Linked DNA regions of Mus musculus: region 1 is linked to region 2. A link is a contact called in public HiChIP or PLAC-seq data. All regions are on one chromosome and are shown on one strand. Each heading gives the region's core, a stretch centred on a gene start, on an enhancer-like site or on the middle of the called end of the contact. The rest is flanking DNA. Distances are from core to core; before and after follow the strand shown.

Region 1 (5,619 bases), core at 1,685-4,184, 280 kb before region 2:
AACTACAATTTTAAAGAGTTGTATCCAGATTATAAAACTATTCAGTTAATGAATTACAAGCTGGAACAAAGACTTACTTCCAAATAGTGTAGAGTTTGATGGTATCGTTATTCATTTTGTGGTTTAAAATATCTCAGCAGATCAAAACCAAAGAATTTTTTGTTAAATTAGCCCACTTTGGTAAATGATTGCCTTTCCCACTTGTGTGACATACTGTGAAGCATGGCTGAGTTTGAGTCCAGGGAGCATCTAGCAAGCAGTCTTCAGCAAGAACACTCAACAGGATCAGTCTAACTTCACAAGTAGGCAATTTTTTACCAATCATGACAACAATTTATATGAACAGAAGAATAAGGTGTGTGTGGGTGGGGATGGCGGTAGTGGGGTGGAGGCTACAGACATGTCCTGGGAAACAACACTGGGGATTCTCTGAGATAAAGTTTCCATTAGCCAAACAACAATTGAATTTAGCATAGCAAATAGTTCTCCACTTTTTTCTGACTACTAGTTAACCCTGCACGAGTGCCTTAGGACACACTATTACCACATTATGTAGATAACTTACTCAAGAATGTTAACTTGCCCAAGTGAATTTTATGAATTTCACAAGTTGTGTTGCCCCAGGGAAGCAGTTTTGGTCACTGAAGCTAATGTAGGACATAGTTTAGATAATTCATAAAATTTGTTTAAAAATTGCTGTGCATCAAGCACATTCCGAGGTTAGGAATCTAACTGTAACCAAATCCTTGCCCCCAAAGAGATTACAGCTTATCGATTGTGGAGACAGCCTGAGACACATTAAATGGTAGGAATGAAGTACATGGATTCCCATGGTCACAGGGATTCCCTGTGATTCAAAGAAAACAATTTTCTTCCCTTGTTGATGACAGAATCCAAGGGTCAGGTGCCTGGGGTTCCTAGTTATGATTCTGAGTGTGGAATGAAGACTTTGGTGAAAAAGGAAGTGACTGAAGTTAGCAGATGATAAAATCCAGAATTGGTAAAATGCTACCCACTTCATTGAGAAGGAGTTGGATGTGGTGGGGCGTGGGCTCCCAAGGGTGCTGACTTAGCCTCGTAGTTCATGTTAAGCAAGTGTGGCTAAGAGTGGGAAGAGCTATTTAAAGAGGCAGCTGATAACAACAGTTCTTAACCTTGGGTCTCCCACAGGAAGAGTGGGAGGGAGAGCAGTGGAAAACAGTGGCAGACAAGAGGAAACAAAAGTTATCTCTTGGATAAGTAGATGGGGCCAGGGATGGAGAACAAGAAGAAACTAAAGATGCTGATGTTTTAGATTTGCACAGGGGCCCTCTGACCCCTTTGAATTTCTGAAGATATGGAAGCCTCTTTGAGGAGACTCTTAGCTCTTTTAAGGGATCCATTAAAGTCAGGATGAATTTTATCATCACATGAATTGGCTAGTTGCCTTGTTTATCTGTTACCAGAAATTCTGGGGAACACCTTTGCAACTTCCAGATGATACCGTGAAAATCGGGGTACCTTCTTGGAGCTCTTAGTTTTATTGATAAAAATTTAAGGATGACTTCAAATAGAAGCCTAAAGACAATTTTAAAAGAAATATCCTAGAATGGGCGAGCTATATCATATACTATATCAGAAGAGGAGTCTGAAAGGAGAAGGAAAAGAGGCCATGTCATTTGAGTTAAACTGTCCAAGGATGTCAGCCACATAGTGAGGAGGAGAGCTTTAGAGAAAGAATGAAGCCCAAGGCATTAGTGAATGCATGCTTCGGAAAAAAAAAAAAAAAAGGAAAGGAGAAAAGGAAAAAAGTTATGCTCTTTTAGAAAATTTCATGGACATTCACATAAAGCATCAGGTCTGCTCTCTCTAAGAGACTGAGGTGGGATGCCTGAGAAGTGAACACACACTATCTCACTTTTTACAGGGTTATTATACTGCCTAGGTCCACAGCATTGCTTCCCATGAGCCTGCCTTCCTAGTGGTGGTCCTACATTAGGAGTGATCCCTTGGCCAGGTGATTGACTAGTCCAACTGCGCATGTCAAGTTTCCACCCAGGCCAGGGACTTCATTCTCTTCACCAGAAGGACTTTGCTATACCTTCATGGGCCTTCACTGTTTCAGTGGCACTTCTGGCTTAAAAAATCTAGACGGCCAGAGGGCAAGAATCTTTCATGATAACGTTCAGAACAGGAGTAAGAGTTTGCCCCTAGATATGTCTAAACCTTGCTGATCTAGTAAAATTCAACTTTGAGAGTCCACCATGGTTTTATGCATCTGCCTTCTCTGCCTTTCTTTGAAAGCATTTGTAAGGATCTTGCAATATCATTTTAATGAGGTTCTGTAAAGTGACTACCCATTAAGAGGTTATTAAGGCCTTTTCAGGGAGAGTATATAAAATAAGCATGCAGAAGAGGAGGAATCATTAAGTCTGGAAGGGAGAAACTCAAAATGCTGAGAAAAGAAGCCTAAGCAAAGACAGTGTGGAGTGACTGCCAGCCATGGATCAGTCATGTCCAGTGAATAGAGACTTCCTGCCACGTGTAAGCGCAGCAGGAAATGGAGCATCAGGGAAGATCTTGTTAGTCCTAAAGTCACCAGAGCCTTCCTATTCCTTTTCAGCTTTTGGTGACCTACTGAGCTCTGATGGAAGTGTTTTTGACTAAGGTGGACTCTCTCAGGACTGCTCCATCTTTACTCCCTGAATTGTGGTTTTTACATTTCTATCCTTTCTTCCTTGGGCTTTTGTGAGGGACAAAGTACTTGACAGGACACTGAATTCCTAGCGCTAATATTAAATCTTTCAAAGAAAAAGGTGAGACCCTCCCTTTGTCCTCTTCCCTCCCCCTCAGCTAACATTTTGTCCAGCTTCTTTGTCTGGCTGCAGAGGATCGGCGAGAGCTGCTGACAATTGCTTAGTCACAGTGCATACTTAACCAGTTGCCACATAGTTTCTGATTACATTATTGATAACACTGATAATAGCAGTAGTCACAGCAACTCACTCCATACTTCACATTCAATGAACAGCTCTAAGCATTGGAACTGCAGTCTAAGCCCTACGATGTAAGCGCTGTTGTGACAACATCATTTTAATGCTATGTCCACATACCAGAATAACAGTAGTAGGTCCTCTGCTAAGGATATGGCTTCTATTTTACAGATAATTAAGTTGAGGCAGTGGGTTGGGGATGGTGTAAAGTAATTTACTGAAATTGCACAGCCAGAAAGTGGTAGAGCCTAGTTTTGAACCTGGCTGGATTGTTGTTTAGCAAAAGTATGGAAACAGTTTGCATAATAAAAGCAAAAAATATACTACATGCAAGATGGGGTACCCTTGAATAACCCCACTTTTTGATAACCAAGCATTGAATCTTTTACGATATTCTTGCCACATGCTGAGTTGACTTAACAGTTGTAGTTGTTTTTACTCTTCTTTTAATGTAACTTATATTTTCTACACTAACATTTTATGAATTGTGAGCTATATATTTTTTTTGGCCCTTAACTTATTTTCCCAATCCAGATGGCACCTTATGAGACTGCCAAAATACATAAGAACCATACTAATATCAACATCTCATTTTATAAGGAAAAATACCCCTCCATTTTAAAAGCTCATCCATTCAAAATCTGGAAGCTTAAATCTGTAGGTATTCAAGAACTTCACCTGTTGGTCATCAGAGAAGCAGAGTCTCTTAAAGGAGAGTGAGAATTCCCTTTCTTTTTCTATGCTCAGAAGGCTCCAGAGAGCATGTCCCAGCAGGTGTTATCAGTAGCAATTAAACTGCGAAGCAATTAAGTGGTCCTTCTGCATAGCTGCAGAAGAGTTCAGTGCAATCCTAGGAGAGTGGAAGAACACCTGATGATCGAGTTCTGGCACTGCAAGCAACAAGAAGTCATTCACTGTTATTTGTAGCCACTCGAAGGTACTCATCAAATCATTCCAACAATTATGAAGAGATCCAAGAGCAATCTGTGGTTCCTAGCTCTAGAGAAAGAGACAGGAGCTGGTGTCACTGTGCTCTCGAGGAATTTATAATCCAAAAGAGGAAAGCAGAAAAGTAAGGAAAAATATCATAGGTGCAATGGCTGCAGCATGGGTGGCTGGAGAGAGATGGTGGTCGACTATAGGATGTGCTTGAAGGTTTCTTGGCATAGTAGTCACCTGAACTGAGTTTTGAAAGATTCGTTTGTTTTCAAGGTGGAACACTTAGTAAAAAGTACAATGTTAAAGAGGTGAAGGTGACACCAGGGATGGCAAGTTCTTAGGTGTCCCTGGAGCACAGTGGTCATTTTACCCTAGAGCTCACTTTCTCTACTGCTTGCCTGTCTTGGCTTGTCAAATCAGACGGCCAGACCTGCGCTTATCTCTTTGGAATTGCAGGAAGCAATGAAGCATCCAAAGTCTCAGAGATCATGTCTCTGAAGCCTAGTTACTTGAGGGAGGGCTTTACAAGATTGGTGGAAAATACAAAAGGAGTTTAGGAAAATTCAATTCCGATTCAGTATGTTTGGTCGGAAAATAAACAGTTGAAGATTTTTACCAGGCTAAAGATTCCAGCCGTGTGTAAGATAGCAAGTAGTATCCGTTTTGTTCTCCCTGCATTTTTCTCTATCTGCTTCCTCACTTCCTAAGAGTGGCCAGAAATGTACATTTCTTTTCCAGAGGGTGTTTTAGATTGTTACGTCTGAAGTCCTGTTGCCAGATGAGCCTAATTTTATTTGGAAGGCAACTTGGCTTGTTAAGGGAATAGGAGGGAGGCAGGAGAGTCTCTAGGCTGAGACGGAACGTGAGTGTGTCAGTTGACTGTAGATGTATACTCCGTCCCCTTGTGATGTGTCAGCATACTGGCACAGGTGAAGATGGGAATGGGGCAATATGCCCACACATGGCTGGACACATAGATGCTTCTAGGTCCAACCTTAGTGAGTTGCTATGCTTAGGAAGAGCTAGTCGTGCCTCTACCTCCAAGGGATTGCATTTAAGATTTTGGGAGCTCTTGGAATCCTGAAGTGCAAATGAGAGCAAAGTCTATAATAATTGAAAATGAGATTTTCCATTCAGAGTTCTATTTAAATTAGTAGTTGAAAAATAATTAGGTATTACTTCTACACTCAAGTTAGTGTACCAAAATCCATAGCCATATGCATCACGGAATGATTTCTCTGTTGTGTTGAAGAACAGATAAGGGTATATCTGTGCTCAAAGCAAGAAATGAAAAGGCATATACTCAGAAGCAAGCTAAGGACAACAAGGCTCTAAACTTAGACTGAGACCCTGGGGCTATGGGGAAGTTGATGGATCTGGGAGATGCTTAGGAGATATAGGTGAAATGGAGAGATGTGCTAGGCTTCTAGTTAGGAGACAGAAGGTATGCAGAGGTTTGAACAGGAAAACAATATAAAGTATTATTCACTGGTAACTCTAAGAGTAGGACAGAGTACTCCAGGAAAAGACATTTTGAAAGACTCCTATTCTCCAGGGCTGAGCCAGAGCTCAATGGAGAGCTTGCTTCTGTAGTTCCCTGATGGATAAAGTTCACTGAGGTGCCATAGCCTGAGGCTAGCAAGCTGAAGCCAGCCTGCTAGACAATATTGTGACAGAACCAGCCTGCAGGAGTTGGTGGAATTGACTG
Region 2 (6,152 bases), core at 873-3,372:
TGCTCTTCATTCATTGCAGTCTCGTCTTGTCAGAAGCTGATATACACGGGTTCCATTTTTAGTCTGGCATTCGTGGATCTCTAAAATATGCACTGAATGAGTGAACTGATTTTGTTGGGGCCAGAGTTATAGTCCTAATCTCACCCTTCAGACCCAATGCATAGTCAACGTAGCAGTTCCCCAAGTGACAACATTCACCAACATTTCCCAGGGAAAGGTGTGGAGTGACAAGGTACTCTTGGATGGTTTTGTTAAGGCTTAATGCCAACATGTACAGACCCACAGAAGCCTGTAAGAGTTGAATGTGCAACAGACCCATCACCCATATAGTGAGAACTGTGGCAAACAAAATGAAATGAAGAACTCAGTCTAGAAGGAGATAATTTCATGATAGTGTTTTATATGTTCTTATTTGTAAAATACTATTTTAAAATACTAAGGCATACAATAATAGAATGGCATTAGGAAGCCAAGAAAGCAAAGTTTTAAGCAGAACAGTATTGTACAAAAAAAGTTCAAGAAGTTCAAATCCAAGAAAATATATATATACACATAAAAGAAAAAACAGTAACACAGTTCTGGTACACTGAAGTAATTCTATATAATCAGAATGCTTATTAAGTTTAAGAAAGTAGAACAAGGATGGTATGTATGGAGGTTCACAGACATATGCCAAATTAACATCTGATCTCTCTCTGTGTCCCCACAGCCTGTCTCTCCTTTTTCTACCACTGAGCCTCAAGCTACAATTTTATTGATTCTCTGAGAACTCTAACACAGTTCTTTTTGAGGATCAACAAGTGTTTTCAGAAATTTCCTGTTGTCCACGGACGTGACTGTTGGCCCCCTATAGCTCCTTCCTTTAAGCCCAATGAGCCACTACTCTATTGCTGGCTCTTTGTCTCTGTAATTTAACCTTTTTGAACATGCCCTGAAGCCTTTATCTCCTATTATCATATGTAAAAGTTTGACGATGTAAAAGCTAGGCATACATATTTTATTTGGTGCAGAGAGATCATATTGGCCATCTAAGAGGATGGTCTTCCAAGATCATGCTGGGGTAGCCTTAAATTATCTTGTTTTCTGATATCTACTGCTTCCTAGGTAAACTCTGTTCTGTTAGAACTGCTCAGAAGAGGCTATGATGGGAGATGACACTTCCTCAAAGCTTTTAGCAAAGTACATACATACTGAACATTTTAAACATGCTCTACAGTCTCTAATTTTCTGCTCTATGGGTTGAATGTGGTCTTGGTGGCTGTGTGCATGAGTCTACACAGAATGCCACATCCATAGATAACATGGATGTTCTTGACCTCAGATTACACTTTCGAGGAACCAGGATGAGGACTTTTCAGAAGAAGGCCTGTGGTCATAAGTTATTGAAACTTTTTACAAAGAAAAATAATGGGCTACAGCACTGGCTGGCATGTAGACTCCAGTAGTCTTGAAACAGATCAGGAGATGAGAAAGAAAGACTTCTTCCTTCTGGGCCAGACCACAATAATGTTTAAGTGGAAAACAAGCAGTGTTCCACACTCACTTCCAGACATGCAGCTTGACTGCAAAACTGACAGTGATCACAGCAGGGGCCCCGAGGACATCTGTTCTAGAACTTCTATTTGTGAACAGTGCTGGTAGAGCTCTCCCCTCCAAGAAACCCTGTCAAGGCTGTGGTTGAGAAGTTCCAAGCCTGACCTTTCAGATATAAGTGGCATCTGATTGGTCTCTGGGCCCTGGAGTGGCCCAGCTCCCATGGTGCTGTTTACCTGGTAGATGGGGTTAGTTTTGCTCTTCATAATGCACAAGCCCCAGCACGTGGCCACTCTCACGATGCTTGCTTTCATTGCTCCACTTTAAAAATGGACACGGAAGACACGAAAAGGACTAGGACCTCATCCAAGAACTTTTCAAAAGAGGCAGTTGTTTTCAAACCCAGGCAGCATGGCCAGATACTCATCTTGATATTATTTGATCAGCATCTAAATTCAGTAAGGACAGTAGAGCAACTGCTGCTCCGCTTAATTCCAATAATTGCTCCAAGAAGTGGAAATAAATTGTGCATGAGATGTTTACATGTTAGTGTGAGTCACTGACTGGTGGGAAGGTATCTCTGGCATTTTGCAACAAATGAGTCATGCTAAAATATCCACCATTTGGCCTTGGAAAAAAAGGGAAACTGCCTATGTACACAAGATTGAGATAATATTTATTTCAACAAAACACTTTGAGACTGTTCATTTTTATACCCAGAGGTTTGGAAACCCCGACATTTGCTTAGCCTAGCTAATGTAATCTATTTTGGTATTAGTGTTCTCCCTTTTTCTAATGAAATTAGTTTTAGGCAAAAGGGCAGTCTATATTAAAGCAAGTGTTTTCACTGTAGTGTTGTTTATCTTAATCAAACTTGTATGCAAACCAGCTCCTGGAATACAAATTCATGTCAAACATGAAGTTTAGGAAAGTTTAGAAGACAAGGTTGATTTTCTCAAGCAACTTTAAATACTAACCTAACATGTTATCATTTTCAGTTGGTGTTTGAGGCCATAGACCACCTCCCCTTCATTCCCATTCATGTCTTACACAGCAGGTTGTAGTGACTGAATCCTACTAAGCACTGCATTGAGGACAAGTTACTTAATATATCTGAATATTTTATATAAACAAATATGTGTCATTGTGTCAGGGTTCTTTTCAGGAGTGGCTCGCTCATTAAAAAAAAAAACTATAGTAAAAACATATGTTCAATGAAGCCTCCACTAAGGCTGGAACTTTGCTGTAGTTTGAATGTAGAGATATTGGCTAATTAAAACCATTAGCAAGTCCAGATTATCAATGTAAAGATGTCTGAAAAAGTTTCAGACTCCAATGCTCTGTTTTCATAAACTTACTCACACTTTCCCAGCTTGCCCTGCCTCAATATAGCAACATGGCATTCTGAAGAAACACATCCCAGACATAGCTAATTTTCCTCCCTTGTATTTGTGCCCCGAGTCTATGGATTTTGGTTCAAAATGAGCCCTGCATCTGGAAATGGCAGAATCAACACGTTTTTTATTTGTTGACTTTGATTTTTTTAAAGACAAATCTTAGGGCTGGAGAGATGGCACCCCATTTCAGAGCACTTTTGTCTTGTAAAGGACAGGTTCCCAGAACCCATATCAGATGGCTCCCAGGCATAGATAAGTCTAGGAGATCTGATGCCTTCTGCCTTCCACAGACACTTACATGTATGTAGTTCACATCTCATATTGGCACAAATACATATACACATAAATAAACAAACAAATATCTTTAAAATAACAAGTGACAGTGGGGTTATTCAGGTACTTTTAAGTTCTTTTTAAATGAAATGTGAAATATGTAGAAAAAACTGCAAAATATTAAGCAATTAAATGTTTCATACAGCTTCCACCAAAATTGTCACTTTTTTATTTTGAACCAGATTCTCATGTATAGCCCTAGCTGACCTGGAAGACTCTATCTAGACCAGGAACATAGAGATCTGAGTACTTCTGTGTGGTGATACAATATTATGAAATAGCTCACATTCTAAGAGACTGGAAGCTTTGCTGGGTCTCACAGTCAGAATTAATAATACCCATTGAGGTCACTTAAGACTGATAGCCTCCTGTACATTCAACTTGCTTGCTTAACCTGACTTTAAGAAAACAATGTAGCAACCAGCCTCATTTGCTTTGGATTTCCTATGTAATCAACATTTAAAACCTAAGCTATACTATAAATGTAATCTTAAATTACATGGTCTTCCATGCCCCTGGCCCAGAAAAATGCATGTGTGTCATTTGCTAAAGGCAGCAGATACAGAGGTTGAGAGCAATCTTCTAAAAATGAATATCCACTGTAAATGTTGAATGCAACATGTAGATACTAGTTGATAAATGATGATATTTGTGATGCTGCTTGTTTTCTGGGTCAGTTGAAACCAGTGACTTAACCTCCAGTGAAATTCTGTTAAACATTTCTGAAAGGGTGCCATTCCTTTATACCATGTGACATTTCTATACTGTTCAATAGAGAACCATTGATGGGCACAGACACACAAAGAGACAGACACAGCGACAGACACATAGACGCAACCGAAAGATTCACAGGAGAGTATTCTCAGGCAAGTACAGATTCAGACTCATAGCAGACAGAAAGAAAACATAAGACACAGGTAACGCAAAGTAGAGAATTCAAATCACTTAGTTAGGTGATTCCAAAGGAAAGTTCTTTTCTTTCCTTAATGTGATTTTCATTGATTTTTTTTTATTGATTTCCATAATGTGACTTGGAGTAAATCACCAATGTGTTTAATCCATGCACCTTTCTGCCTCAGTGCTGGTATCCAAGGCCTGGCCTTACTGAATACACATGGTTCCGTTTGCATGACTGGGATTCAGGCTTGTCCGCTATGCTGCCTCCTTCCTTCTGGGATTCAGGCTTGTCCACTATGCTGCCTCCTTCCTTCCGGCCACTCTGATTCTTGCTTAGGAGTGCAATGGCCTTTTCCAATGGCCTTTTCCTCCCAAGCTCTTTTTCTCTTCTTTCCTCTCTCTTCTTTCTTCTGAGGATGCATGTGTTGTCTTAATCTATTGGGACTACTATAACAAAATGTCATAGACTGGTGGGCTTATAAAACATGAAAATTCACTTCTCACAGTTCTGTAATTGAAAACCCCAAATCAAGACTGTGGGTCTGATGGGGCTTGCTTCTTCATAGACAACCAACTTCCCTCTCCGTGACAGGTGACCTCTTCAGTCTCTTTTATAAGAATGATGAAGGCTTCACCCTCATAACCTACTTACCACTTCTCACAGCATGAGCATCACAGGCTCATGGGTTCAGTATACTATCACAGTCCTTGGAATTCAATGAGCACTGGCAGTCGAGGAAATGAACAAGCCCAGCCCTGATGTTTGCTCCCTGCCATTGGAGGGCTGTCTGATTGGTCATTTACACCAGTTATATCCGGTGATGATGTCACACTATTGACTGGAAAGGAACTTTTCAAGAGAGTCAACATTATAATCATATGAAAACAGATTGCTTTTTATGTCTCTTCTCCTACACTACTTGGGTATCTTTTGGGATATTTTGTACAGATGAGGAAAGGAATAGGGTTTGGCTTTTGTCCTCTAAGTAACAGCCCAAACCAATGGGCATCATGCACATTTCCATCTCAAATATCTAAGGTTGACAATTCAGAGTGCATGCTCAGAGTATTGTTTAGCCATGAGAGGAAAACTTGTGGCATGTGGATATTCTATATTTCTGAAACATTAGTAATTCTCTATAATTTGGGAAAATTTATGACTTTGTTACACTTACCTTTTAGAGAAAATTTTAACTATGAAATTTTATAGAAAATTTAAATTTTAGCCACACATTTTCTGTTTCCTTGTTCACCCAAAATGGCTTCATTGTTTATTCTTATGTCTACAGATATGTTCTGCTTTCATGAAATTCAAAAGGGAAGATAACAACATCTGAGAGACACAAACTATCTATTTCCTCTGAAATAAAACTTCAAGCATGACAGCTAGTTATAACTCACTTTGCTATGTAAGTGCATACTGCTGATAAGCAAACCCATATTTTCAGCTCAGTGTAAACCTGTAAAGAACGTGGTAGGAACAACATTCTCACGTCTGTCTATAACTTTGATAAACGTCCCTAATCATGGAAGAGTCTTTGCTTTCTTACAGTTAAAGCTGTGTTTCTTTTGACCTTTATATTTGTTCAAGAGAACTGGCCAAAAGCTTTGACTGTGGTACCTATGCGTTCTCACGGCACGTCTTTCCCTTCAACTCACTGCTGAACTGTTTCTATTACCTCTGTTGGAAAGCTAGGGCATCTAAAGAGGTCAAAATGGGGCTATTTCCTAATCAGAAGCCTCAGGGCTTTAGTGTATGCAGCTCAGTTCCTGTCCCTGTCTCCAGACAATATTTGAGGAGTAAACTTTTCCACAGCATAGTTTTGTTTTGTTTTTTTATATTGCCCTCTATTCTTTGAAATCAACTGTTGAGCTAAGCTTTAGATGTGTCTTCTGTTCAAATTCGTTGCATATAGATTGTGGCACAGAACTAGGGTATATCATTCAATCTCCTTGCCAACTGTGATTCATAAGAAACCCCTTTCCTGACTG

What was found. HiChIP or PLAC-seq counts read pairs in DNA pulled down with a chosen protein or histone mark.
Region 1: a contact with region 2 is called in an HNF4G HiChIP or PLAC-seq map of pancreatic cancer cells. The contact joins two enhancer-like sites. A contact is called at or near these places in 1 of 15 datasets of contacts at CTCF or cohesin (the NIH/3T3 cell line), 2 of 484 Hi-C or Micro-C datasets (bone marrow-derived macrophages and macrophages), 1 of 115 datasets of contacts at active chromatin or transcription factors (pancreatic cancer cells) and 2 of 9 other capture datasets (bone marrow-derived macrophages and embryonic stem cells).

What each region holds. Positions count from the first base shown.
Region 1 is chr6:17,400,591-17,406,209 of GRCm38.p6, reverse strand. No RefSeq gene overlaps it. Among named protein-coding and RNA genes, the nearest start is that of Gm46953, 21 kb to the right of the region's middle. Within about 2 kb of position 2,934, at least 12 of the 459 cell types and tissues checked have an H3K27ac peak or open chromatin away from gene starts, as enhancers often do. A contact at or near this core is called in pancreatic cancer cells, where this site is marked.
Region 2 is chr6:17,115,666-17,121,817 of GRCm38.p6, reverse strand. The region is part of intron 1 of Gm4876 (predicted gene 4876); the gene reads left to right. Among named protein-coding and RNA genes, the nearest start is that of Gm4876, 53 kb to the left of the region's middle. Within about 2 kb of position 2,122, at least 28 of the 459 cell types and tissues checked have an H3K27ac peak or open chromatin away from gene starts, as enhancers often do. A contact at or near this core is called in pancreatic cancer cells, where this site is marked.